Linked DNA regions of Mus musculus: all the other regions are linked to region 1. A link is a contact called in public promoter capture Hi-C data. All regions are on one chromosome and are shown on one strand. The core of a region is the stretch at or near the end of the contact, and the rest is flanking DNA. Distances in the headings are between cores, read along the strand shown.

The links. Capture Hi-C pulls out chosen DNA fragments and counts their contacts.
Region 2: a promoter capture Hi-C map of adipose tissue shows a contact between it and region 1. The contact joins two enhancer-like sites. A contact is called at or near these places in 1 of 39 promoter capture datasets (embryonic stem cells), 1 of 115 datasets of contacts at active chromatin or transcription factors (pancreatic cancer cells) and 1 of 9 other capture datasets (adipose tissue).
Region 3: a promoter capture Hi-C map of adipose tissue shows a contact between it and region 1. The contact joins two enhancer-like sites. A contact is called at or near these places in 3 of 39 promoter capture datasets (embryonic stem cells, pre-B cells and stem cell-derived epiblast-like cells) and 1 of 9 other capture datasets (adipose tissue).

What each region holds. Positions count from the first base shown.
Region 1 is chr17:26,619,314-26,623,506 of GRCm38.p6, forward strand. All of the region lies in intron 3 of Ergic1 (endoplasmic reticulum-golgi intermediate compartment (ERGIC) 1), which reads left to right. Among named protein-coding and RNA genes, the nearest start is that of Gm41553, 20 kb to the right of the region's middle. Within about 2 kb of position 2,013, at least 132 of the 459 cell types and tissues checked have an H3K27ac peak or open chromatin away from gene starts, as enhancers often do. A contact at or near this core is called in adipose tissue, where this site is marked.
Region 2 is chr17:26,383,238-26,387,430 of GRCm38.p6, forward strand. No RefSeq gene overlaps it. Among named protein-coding and RNA genes, the nearest start is that of Neurl1b, 30 kb to the right of the region's middle. Within about 2 kb of position 2,239, at least 10 of the 459 cell types and tissues checked have an H3K27ac peak or open chromatin away from gene starts, as enhancers often do. A contact at or near this core is called in adipose tissue, where this site is marked.
Region 3 is chr17:26,751,353-26,755,545 of GRCm38.p6, forward strand. The region is part of intron 4 of Crebrf (CREB3 regulatory factor); the gene reads left to right. Among named protein-coding and RNA genes, the nearest start is that of Bnip1, 28 kb to the right of the region's middle. Within about 2 kb of position 2,304, at least 69 of the 459 cell types and tissues checked have an H3K27ac peak or open chromatin away from gene starts, as enhancers often do. A contact at or near this core is called in adipose tissue, where this site is marked.

The DNA of each region.
Region 1 (4,193 bases), core at 763-3,262:
TAAGAAAGCAAGCTGAGCAAGCCAGGGGAAGCAAGCCACTAAAGAACATCCCTCCATGGCCTCTGCATCAGCTCCTGCTTCCTGACCTGCTTGAGTTCCAATCCTGACTTCCATGGTGATCAACAGCAGCATGGAAGTGTAAGCTGAATAAACCCTTTCCTCCACATCTTGCTTCTTGGTCATGATGTTTGTGCAGGAATAGAAACCCTGACTAAGACAGGCCCTGAGGCCCTGGGGTGGTACATCTGAAGATGATAAGAAAAGACAGTGACACTTGCATCACAAGTCTCCCTAGGGGATGCCCTGCTTTCCAGGGATCTCTGTCCTCTCCAGACAGTGTTAGCACAGTAGGAAAGGCAAAACACGAGTGCCCGGTAGGTAGCATCCTCCTCTTACTCTCCTAGGCTGTGTGATCTCAGCCAGTTATTTGTTCTGCTCGCTGAAGACACAGTGATCCTGCCCAGCACTGCTTGGCCACGTTACAGGAGCTGCCACATGCAAAAGCCCGGCATCTTCCAGCTTTTAGTGGGGCAGAATACACGTGCAGGCAGAGCTGCACTAGGCCTCTTACATGCATAATGCCCTTGACCTTCACACTGGTTTGCCATGGATTAGGGGCCCTAATATTTTATCTCATTAAATGTTGGTGTTGATAATAAAGATCATGGCTAGAGGCTGAGCATTCAACCTGTAATGAGACTGTGCTCAAGACTCTGGTTCTCATTGGCCACCTCAGCAGCCTCATTCTTGATGTATACAGAGTCATTGGGGGTTGCTGGGACATAGAGAGCATGACATTCTCATGCCACCAGCGCACCTCCTTTACCTGTTTCAGATCCCCCAGATAACTTATGCTACCCTGTGTACGTACCGTGTGCATAGTTATGGCACCATATTGTGTAAGGAGCAAGGAAAGAAGTCTGTGTATGCCCAGTACAGACTCAGTGTCTGCTTCTGAGGGGTTTTGTTGGTTTTGTTTTGTTTTTTGAGCTTCAGCTGGTTGAACCCAAGGGTAGAAACTCTATAGCAGTGGCATATCAACTGTTCTGGGAGAGAGCCCCTTTTTATTTCTGGGGAAACCGAGGCCATTGAGAACAAAACCCATTGTCCAAGCTCAGTCTACCAGGAGGCGCTGCAGCCAGGAGGCGCTGCAAACCTTGGCATCTTGGGCTCCCCTTAGCATTGTGTTCTCTCTGCCAAGCAGAGCCTGTGGTCAGCCCTGGAGAGAAAAAGAGACACGTGCTTACACCACACACACACACACACACACACACACACACACACACACACACACATGCCCTCACACCACACACACATACATACAAACACCACATATACCATACACACACACACCACGTACACATACACATGCCACGCACACACATGCGTGTACACATGCACACACAGCCTGGCCTGCTGCTTTGGCCTTTCAGTAGCCCCGAGAGGTGTTAATTCTTGCTCGTCTCCTTTTTCCCTACTGTTCCTTCACTGGTTCCCTCGGTGAGGTGTGTATGACTTACAGCAGGTGCACAAGCCCAGAACTCAGTGATCAGTGAGTCTCCCCTTCACAGTATCATCTCAGCTGAGCCAGGATGCACGAGCCATGACTTCTGCTTTCTAGAAGGTTCTTTTGCAGCTCCTCCTCCTGCCATTCTTTAGACTTCTATTGTCCTGGGTTAATTTGCTTCTTATAAACTCCACCCAGGACTTCTCCATTTACCCTGATGAGGAAGCTGGGGCTCAGAGGTGAAGCACCTGTCCCAGGTACCTCATCTTCTAAGTGGCAAAAGGCCCACACGCCTTCTTACCGTATCCTGAGCTGGCTATGGGGTGTCAGGCCAGTAAGAGTCCCTAAGCTGTAGTATACCCACAAAAATGTTCCTTTTCTTCAAAGCGAGCTGAATGTTGGCAGACTGTCAGCCTTTTAAAATCGGCTCAGCCCCAGCCAGTGGACCCGGTCAGCCTTGGCAGCCCTGCACGGACGGCTGAGGCTGCACCTGGGGTGGCAGGAAACTAGCTGGCCTGGAACATTTCCCTTGGACACAGAAGGCAGCCGTGCTGACCTCATCTGTAGGCGGTGCAGACAACTGAACCATATACATCTTACAGGCAGGGGAACAGCCAGTTCTGCCCTTACATAACCACTGGCCCAGGTTGCCACAGGCCATGCATTTATCCTCCCCTCGGGCACCTCAGCCTCTTCGTGCTGTGTGGCCCTTCAGCCCTGGCAGCTGACCACTCCGGTTCTTCTGGCTAGGAGACAGGGAGCCATGCCTGGGAGAAGCCTCCCCAGGGGCGGTGAGCTCACCTGAGCCACACCTGGGATTTGCCTCACTGCTGAGGTCATCTCCCGGGATTGCCAAGAATGACCTCATCCCATAATCCCCAAGCAGTGCGCAGATGTCTAGGTTTACCAGGTGGGAAAGGTAAGCACTCATGGAAGAGTCTCCCTGGGAAGGGGAGCCCTCTCCCTTGGCTGCTGCTCAGTTGATCACACAGCAATTTCCTTACTAGACTGGCAGTCCTTTGGAATTAAGGCTGTGGTAGACATAGGTGCTGAAAATCAGGAGGGCAGAAACAGGCCCATGGCCTGTTTGTCTTTTGCCCACTGGTACTGTCCAATACCTACCAGTACCCTGAGCAGTATCCTTCACCCTGCATAATGAGGAGAAGAAGAGGAAGCTGGGTAGCCCTGGAAAACTTGAGCGTGAGGTTCTAGCTCAGCTGTTTTGTGCTGTGCACTCTTGGGATAGAACACCCCTCCTCTGAACCTTGGTTTCCTGGGTGTAGAATAGGAACGAGGACTTTGCACAGGAGCAGATAGGGTGACACAGATGCGTTTATTTGGCTTTCTTGATTGGCATCCCTCTCACCTTTTGCTTAATGGGCCGAGTATTCAGCAGCCTGAAGAGCAAAATGTGTCTGTGGCTTTCATGTCCCCACGTATATATCTGTGGTTCCCACAAAGTAACAAACTGTTCCTGAGCCACAGTTCTCAGTAATTAAGCACTATATATCACATATATAGTATATAATATACACTAATAATAGATCACATGGGATGGGGCCTCGTCGAGACAGAATTCACTTGTTGGGCCTGATCTGTTCTTTCCCAACAGGAGCCATTCCCAGGGCTCCCTGTGTGTAGGACCCAAGGGACCTAACTGATCTGGGTTATATCATTTGTTTTATAGCTTTTTAAAGGAGAACGTTTATCTTTTGTTTGTTTGTTTGTGGGAAAATATTTTTTCTTTTTTTATTAGATATTTTCTTTATATACATACGTTTATCATTTTAAAGTGTGTGTGTGTGTATGTGTGTGTGTGTGTGTGTGTGTGTGTGTGTGTGTGTGTTCTCATTTGTAGAGGCAGAAGAGGGCATTGGTTCTAGAGCTGGGGTTGCAGACGTTGTGAGCTGCCTAATTTGGGTTCTCCCTAAATTTGAGTCCCTAAAAGAGCACTAAGTGCTCTTAACCATTGAGCCATCTCTTCAATCTCATGTTGTTTCATTTTTAATTGGCAAAATGGGGCACAAGGTAATATTTTGATAAACTGTCAGATTACCAGCTCATCTAGTTAGTATGTCTATTACCTTAAACAAAACATTTTTGCTGTCTGAGAGACATTTAAAATCTCTTCTTGCTAATTTGAAGTACACACTGTGTTGTTATTGCAGTCACCATGCCTGTGCAGTAGAACAGCAGGACTTCTGTTATCTGTATCTTCCTCTCTATTGGCCAGCATCCCTGGTCCCCATCCACGAGTGTTCAACATAGCCCAGCCCCCGTATCCAACACTGCTCAGTTGAGCAGCCTTTGAGGCTAGGCCTAGAGATGGGTGTCCTCCTCCCCGTGGGGAATTATCTAGGCAGCTAGCCTCTAAATTCAGCCCCTCTCCCTCCTTTCTGCCTCTGCTTTATCTTCGAGGGCCCCTGGCTTAGTGAGGAAGGGAAGACCTGGAAGCATCCACTTCCATGCCTCTTGTGGCCCATCCCTGTGTATGCCATCAGCATGCCATGCCTGTTCCCAGCAGCCATGGGTTCTGAACCACTATGGACACCTACAATCTGGTGTCTTTGATACACAGTGGCTCCTCCAGGTCTCAAGCCTGCTGAGACACAAGCTTTCTATGTTCAGTGTCACGTACACCACCTGTACCCCAGCACCAGAACATGGCTGAAATAGGTCACACTTC
Region 2 (4,193 bases), core at 989-3,488, 240 kb before region 1:
GGTTTCGCTTGACATAAATGGTAAAGGGGAAAAGAGCAGAACATTTTCAATAATACTAAAATTATCCTTTATAGTAATGAATGCCCTTCATAAATAAACAGAGGGTAGCCAAGTCCAACAGCATGCCCAGAAGTTAAGGAAGAATGTACCGGATGCCAGGCAGCTGAGAGAAGCCCAGACTCCACTCAGAGCAAGCCCAAGCCACCTCCCTGCCACCAAAGAAGCTCATTTGCCCAGGGGCTGCTGCCTAATTTTGAGTCATTTACATATCTTAAGCCGCAGTCTTGACACCCCCACCCCCAGTGTCACAGAACAAGGTGAAAATACTTAATGGAATCTCCTACCCATGTTTTCAATATTTACTTTCTTCTGAGAACCTGTGCAAAGGTCAGGGGTTGTATTTTAAACCACACTGAAAAGGGAAACAGTCTGGAGCAATAGCATTTCCATGCTGGACCAAGGCGGAGAGGAGGCCCAAGCAAAGGGCTTCTCAGGGAGATTTTGCACCAGTGAGTTCCACAGAAGCAGATGTGTAGAAGAACCGGGGCCTTTGAGGGACTCTGACTGTCTCCTCACAGAGCCCCTCTAAGCTCTTTAACAGGACCTCCAGGAACTAGGGTGTAGTGACTATGCATAGCAGAGACTGTTCACGGAGCCAGCGAGGGCAAAGAAACTGGGTTGAAGTCCCTGGTCCATGTGTGGTTCATCCTGCTAGTCTTGAAAGATGCTTTCAGGGATGTGGGTTTCATGGCCAAGGTACCTTGGAAAGATGGCGGGCAACTCACTGTGGCCTGAGGATTAATAGGCAGCTGGGCTGCTGTGATCAGACATCGTGGCTGCCCACCGACAAAGTTCATCCCTCACCACTTGGCCGTCCTGATGGCCGCTTCCTGCATAGGAGGCCTGAGCAGAAGCTCTACATGGGCAAAGTCTGTGCCCTGTGGGAGGCTGATGGGACGTAACATGCAGCTCTCCCTTCTTCTCATTGCTGAGTGAGCTAGAAAGATGCATCTGATCCAGAGCCGAGCCAGGCAATGCATACCAGGGTGCAGGCCTTGGATCCATGTCCTTCCTGCTTGCAAGCCAGGGCTCCAAGAATTGTATTTCCTTGGCTGTTTTTTTTTTTCCCTAAGTAAAGATAATGAGAAAACCTGCTTTGCAGGTTTCTATGAGAATCAGATAAGAAAGCCTACATGGACACCTTAGACCAGCAGTTCTCAGCCTGTTGGGGGCATTGAGCAACTTTTTCACAGGGGTCATCTAAGACCACAGGAAAACATAGATATTTACATTAGAATTTGTGATAATAGCAAGATTGCAGTTATGTTGGGAGCCGCCCCCACATTCGCCGTTACAAGATGGCGCTGACATCCTGTGTTCTAAGTGGTAAACAAATAATCTGCGCATGTGCCAAGGGTGTTTTATGACTACTTGTGCTCTGCCTTCCCCGTGACGTCAACTCGGCCGATGGGCTGCAGCCAATCAGGGAGTGACACGTCCGAGGCGAAGGAGAATTCTCCTTAAGAGGGACGGGGTTTCGTTTTCTCTCTCTCTTGCTTCTTGCTCTCTTGCTTCTTGCTCTCTTGCTTCTTACACGCTTGCTCCTGAAGATGTAAGAAATAAAGCTTTGCCGCAGAAGATTCTGGTCTGTGGTGTTCTTCCTGGCCGGTCGTGAGAACGCGTCTAATAACACAGTTATGAAGTAACAACGAAAATAATTTCATGGTTGACGGTCACCACCACACAAGGCCACCAGTTACGAAGGCTGAGAATGATTGCTTTGGATGAAGGAATTGACCTTCTGGCTTTCAAGAACTTGCTGGGCGTTTTTACTAGATATGAAGACTTAGAGAATCTAGAAGGGTTGGTAACAAAAGCGGCTATTTGGAGACCCTGATGGGAAATGATATTCACTAGTGAACCAGAGAAATGTACAGAGTGGTGGACGGGGGCTGGGGAGATAGAGAGACATCAGCTGGCCATGCGAGGATCTGCTGGCTGCAATCCTGAGTCCAGGAAGTCCTCTCCCTTCCACCGTGCTCCCCACTTCCCATCCACTTCACACATCTCCAATGAGCTTAGGAGTGAGGAAGCCCTGACCAAGCCAAGGTGCCCTGAAAACCTTGCTCCACCACATGACCGCTTAACCAGGAAAAACAAAAGCTGTTGACGGAAACTCAACTTGAGCAGGACAAACGGGCCTCTCTGCCTGGCTTCCTCTCACTGGCTGGGCTCTGTCACGGCATCTCATGGTTCTTGGAGAAGGAAAAGGAAAGAGGCGTGGACAACAGAGAAAGCCAAAGTAGCCAAGAAGGAGACTCCGAATCCACATTGCTCTGCCAGGGCTGAGGGGAGACATCCAACACTCATTTGTGGGTCCCAGGGCGCTTCAAGGGTGAGAAGGTACCAGAGGGACAGAAGACACTTGCTGCTTCCCCTGCTGGAGAGAGTTCTCCTCAGCTAAGAAGCTTGGAGACATTCCAGCCCATCCCCCTCCACTCTTGACCAAGAGGCCTGAGCTGCTTGGCAGTGTAGGGAAGGTGGGCACACTATCAACAGACCTGAGGTGCTGGGGCATTGTGGAGGACCTGACAAGTTGTGGGATAGAAATGGCTCCCAATGCTGTGTCAGGGCTGAGGAGCCCGTGAAGACATTTAAAGGGTGCTGCATGGTCTGACCTGTGTTCCAGGCTGATTGTGCTAGAAGCAGCCTGAAGGTCTTACCAATGACAGGGCGTAGCTTGGTCACAAGGACAGGAAGCTGAGTCTGTGTTAAGGCCATGTTGATTCTGGTGTGATGGAGTGATTGGCTCCAAGGACTGCTAATTCTCTGTCTACCTTCCTGGCAACAGCTTCAGAGCTGAGTAGTGGGTGGTGGTGAGCAAGCCACGCTGGCTGGGATGCTCAATGGGTAGACCGGACAAAGGTAAAGATGGCTTCCAACTTAGGCAGATGATTGCTCCCAAGATAGAACTTTCTATTCTAAACCTTATTCCGCCAGCTATCTCAAGCCCTCCCTGGCTGGGTCTGGCGGTGTCTCTCCTCCCAAGCTCCTGACAGATGGCCCCTCCTCCCTCCCCTTCCTCCCTCTCCTGGATCTTTCTCAAATTTAAGCTTGGGCCATTTTTGGTATTCAAGTAAGATTCACTGACTGTATTATCTACCTGTGGTACCATGATTTTCAGAGGCTGGATCTCTTCATTCTTGGTGTGTGTGTATATGTGCCTATGTGTGTGTGTGTGTGTGTATGTGTGTGCGTGCATGTGTGCCTGTGTGTGTGTATGTGTGCCTGTGTGCCTCTGTGTGTGTGTGTGCCTGTATGTGTGTGTTTATCTTGTTAGGCAACCGAACCCGAGCCCAGGAGTAGGATTCCAGCCTAGCTTTTGGGTTGATCAACATGCACCTGGGGTAGGGCATGAAAAATAACAGTGAGGGAGCGAGGAAGAGTCTTTAATTACATTTTTTAAACCATTAAAAGCTTGCATCAGCCAGAGGTGACCACTCTTACACATTGGGGTGTTTTCTGTGCAAAACCCTGCTCTCTTTGCAACACTCTGACTATTCAGTGCTCAGCCTGGGCACCTTCTGACCTCTCCCACTCATGCACAGTCCTGCTCCCTGGGCTCCACCCTGGCCAAGGCCTTCACTGGCACACCTAGGAGCTCACCTACCAACTCTTCTGGATGTGGAAAAATAAGGGTGCTAGGGTGCCTAAGAAGTGGCTCAGTGGGTGAAGCACTTGCCTTTATGCCTGACAACCTGAGTTCGTCCCTGGGACCCATATGCGAGAAAGAACCAACTCCTGCAGGTGGTCCTTTGATCTCTATGCACATGCCACACATAAACACAAATGTATGTGCACACACAAAAAGAAAATACAAATCTTAACGTACAGTAAACTTAGTCCAGCAGCCATCTCAAGCCCTCCCTGGATGGACCTGGGGGTGTCTCTCCTCCCAGGCTCCTGACAGATGACCCCTTCTCCCTCTCCTTCCTCCCTCTTCTGGAACTTTCTCAAAATATAGTAATGGGTTATGGCTTGGGGCCATGGTCACCTGCAGGGCAAGTCCCAGAATCCGTCATCTCATGTGAACGCTGCACCACACCTGGACAAGCAGTGCCTTCAGCCCACATTGCAGTCAAGGACGTAGATTCGGGAGGGTTAAGTGCCTTGCTCCAGGTCACACTAGAACA
Region 3 (4,193 bases), core at 1,054-3,553, 130 kb after region 1:
TTTTTGGGAAAACCTATCAAATGAAATGTGAGAAGGCAAAGAGTATAAGCTTAGGAGAAAAGAAAATTGAAAGGGGACCAGAGGAGTAAGGGTAAAGGGAGAAGAGGATAGACTGATGTGGTTAATTGGTACTGGGTATTAAATATAAAGGGAAGAGCTTGATGGGGTATAGTGTCTGAATGCAGTCTCCCCTGATTGCTGCTCGCAACCTCAATTCTCAATGGTCCTTCCTGCTTGTCCAGATGTCTGTTAAACTCTTTTTTTTTTTTTTTTTTTTTTGATTCTTTTTTTTTTTTTTTTCCCATTTTTTATTAGGTATTTAGCTCATTTACATTTCCAATGCTATACCAAAAGTCCCCCTTACCCACCCACCCCCACTCCCCTACCCACCCACTCCCCCCCTTTGGCCCTGGCGTTCCCCTGTACCGGGGCACACAAAGTCTGCGTGTCCAATGGTCCTCTCTTTCCAGTGATGGCCGACTAGGCCATCTTTTGATACATATGCAGCTAGAGTCAAGAGCTCAGGGGTACTGGTTAGTTCATAATGTTGTTCCACCTATAGGGTTGAAGATCCCTTTAGCTCCTTGGGTACTTTCTCTAGCTCCTCCATTGGGAGCCCTGTGATCCATCCATTAGCTGACTGTGAGCATCCACTTCTGTGTTTGCTAGGCCCCGGCATAGTCTCACAAGAGACAGCTACATCTGGGTCCTTTCGATAAAATCTTGCTAGTATATGCAATGGTGTCAGCGTTTGGATGCTGATTATGGGGTGGATCCCTGGATATGGCAGTCTCTACATGGTCCATCCTTTCATCTCAGCTCCAAACTTTGTTTCTGTAACTCCTTCCATGGGTGTTTTGTTCCCATGTTAAACTCTTAAGTTGTTCTTCACAGTTAAGGTCACAGTTCTTCCAGTGTTCAAGGCTGCTTGGAACTTACATCTTTATGTTTCTTTGCCAACTCTGTCTCTAGCCATGTTGTTGAATACTTCATGGTTCTGATGCAGACTTTGTTAGTCAGTTTTAGTCTGCTTGCCAGATTTCAGCACACAGCCTAGTAATGCTTTTCCTGTGTTTTACAAGAGTATGGGTTGGCAAGTTTTTGTTGTTACTGTTTTTGTCTTGTGTGGTTTTTTTCTTTTCATTTCAGTAGAGTCAACTTATCCTTTTTAGTAGTGTGTGGCTTCCTCTTCCCTTTAGCACCACCACAAGTCTCAACAAAAGGTGAAGCTGGACTCCTTTGAACGTTGTGTCAGACAAAGCACATCACTCTTGTAGTTGCTTACCAGCAAAGATCAAACTTGCTGGTCAGGAAAAATTCTTCCTTATCTTGGATTGTGGCCTTTCTGGGATTCATAGTATCTGAGGGATCAGCAGGTGTGTGCCCTGCCCCATAAGGGTCTTTATGGAAGACTGTGTCTAGACACCACTTCCATTGTAAGGGGCAGATCAGAAAGGTCCTCCTTTGCTTTATACATTTCTGTTTTCCTTACTATTAGACTCTGGATGTGTAGCTCCCATCCACATCTTCAAACAGCTGGCATCTAGCTTTTCCCAGTTTATTACCCAGAGATTCTTCTAACAGATTATGCTGGGATGCCCACCATATTTGATTTACATTTTTAGTTTTTTGAGATCACATAGGTGAATTCAAGAAAACTCAGTCTCCATGACACCATTTCCATCTTCTCAGAATTTTGATTTATACAGCGACTACACGTTTTTAAGTCTGTCTAGCCATATCCTCTTTCCTTTTCTTCCATAGCGTTTTCTCCTTGAGCAGCTAGGCAGTGGCTTTATGTATTAGAAGGTATTTAGTGTAATCTGGTGCTCTTCCTGGATCTAAGTGATAATGCTGCTTAATGTCTTAATGAATGAATATGCCATCTAAATTCATTCACTTTCACTTGACTTGAAGTGAAGCTTTGGGTTAGGATTACTTGTGCAGTATTCTAAATGTTAGTGAATGACATACTTGCACCATAAATTAACACAATTTTGTAGAACTTATTTGGGCTTTAAATTTTTTGGGGGGATACAAATTATTTCTTTTCTTGAAAGAAAGATTTAAACCAACTTGAGGGGTGCAAAAGGAAATTGTGGCTGAGAAATAGGAAGACATTTTTTGAATCAATAAAATAAGGCTAGTTATACTCCTGTCAGAGCAGTAGTCTGGGGTTGAGTGAGTGGTTTACAAAGATCCTTTTGTGATGACCAGCTCCTGAAATTCTGTTTCTTGGCAAATGGCTATGCAGTTGATGATCTTGCAAAGTTCCAGGAGAGGTGCAAAAATCAAGTTTCAGTTTCTCTTCTGAACCAACTGCCGAGTGCTAATAGAGCCTATTCTGTAGACTGGCTACAACTGGTTCGGGTTGTTAGATTGCATGGTTCAAGAACAAGAACTCACTTCCTTAAAAATGAGAGGTTATTTTTTAATTCTCATGAATGTTTTTCACAGTTGACTTTGCTTGTAGTCTGTTCAGACCATAGCTGTGTGGCTGGATGTTTTGTAAATATGGCATTCTTACTTTCTTTTTGTTGTCATTGTTTGGTTTTTTTGAGGCACGAGATCTACTGTAGTTCAGGCTGGCCTAGATTTGATATATACCTTCAGTTGACTTTGAACTCCTGATCCTCTCACCTCTACTTCCCAAGTGCCAGGATATATAGTGAACTACACTATATATCCTATCCTATCCTAATTTAATCATGTCAACAAGAAATGAGTTAGATAATTATGGCAGTATATCAACAAAAGAGAAGCAGGGTCAAGAAGAGAATCAAGAAATCATTTATCAAAACATGTTTTAGTATCTTTTATGTTAGGCATTGCATATATTAGGTATTAATTATATGTAAATTAATGGAATCCTTGCCTTAACAGAATTTAGAGTTGAACAGATGTATTTGCTCTTGGGATTTTTCAGTCATTCTTCCCTCCCATTGTAGTGGTGGGGATTGAGCCTTCAGCCTTCCACGTGGTGTGCCATAGCTACTCCACCATGAAGCAGCCTCCCCAGATCCTCTGAAAGTCATGCTTTTATTTTTATTTTTTGAGACAGGGTCTCTCTGTAGCCCTGGGTCCTGGAACTCACTATGTAGACCAGGCTAGCCCTGAACTAATAAATCTGCCTGTTCTTGCCTCCTGAATACTGGGATTAACTGCGTGTACCACTCTAGCAGGCTCTTTCAGAGTGTGTTAATATGTTTCTGTGCTCTGTGGCTTGGCCAGCCAGGGATGGAGGAGCATGGTTTTGTAAAACTTAACTTGGCCACAGATTCATTTTGAGTGGTGGTGGTTAGACTTCTGTTATAGACAAGAGTTCCTCTGGGCAAATTTTGTGAGAAGAATGAGTGGCTGTGGATGTTAGATCAGTGAGTAAGCATGTCAGTTTTCATTTTACTTGGTTCCATGGCCTTTATATTGAACAGTGTGTGGCTGGACACACTCTGTGAGTTGGGAGCGGAAAGGTAATAAATTTATAGGACATGCTAGTAGAAAAGATTGGGTCAGAAAGCTGCCAGCTCCTAAATGCTCCTTGGGAGCATTGAACACAGAAGTAAATCTAGTACCTGTTTTGGGTGGGATGAAGAAATAAACATTGCTGTGACTATGAATTTGGCATACAGTGAGCAAGACTTTTAGACCACTCAACCAGTTAGGTAGAATAGTGCAATGTGGACCCAAAGCTGGGCTCCCTGAATCCTAAGAGCTGACCCAGCTCAGTTTTGCTATTCGTGCCAGGCTCCTCTCATCATGTCATTCTGTGCAGCTGAGGCAGTCAATTCTTAGAAACATCAAATGAGTTCCATGAGCATTGAGTGAATAAACGAGTCTTGCCACCTGCAGACTAGCAAAGGTAGATGCTAAGGGAACATACTGAAATATGGTGGGAAAGGGGCTTGCTTAAGAAAGTGGAATGAAGTCTGTCCCTATGCTTTGGACTGGGTAGAACAAGATGTGTAAAACACTGGTTATGGGTGCTGGTAGGGAGACAAGATTTTTTTGGTTGCATCTTTCTGTTTGGGGTTGTGTAATCTCTGTAAGCAGTAATGTTTTGCTTAGTTTACTGTGGAGCAAGCACCAACTAAAAATGCCTCAGCTGGTGGCATGTGACCCTTTACTCTGTTCTAAAGATAGGTTAGTAACAAGAACAAGGTGAAATCCTTTACAATAAAATATATACTCTACAC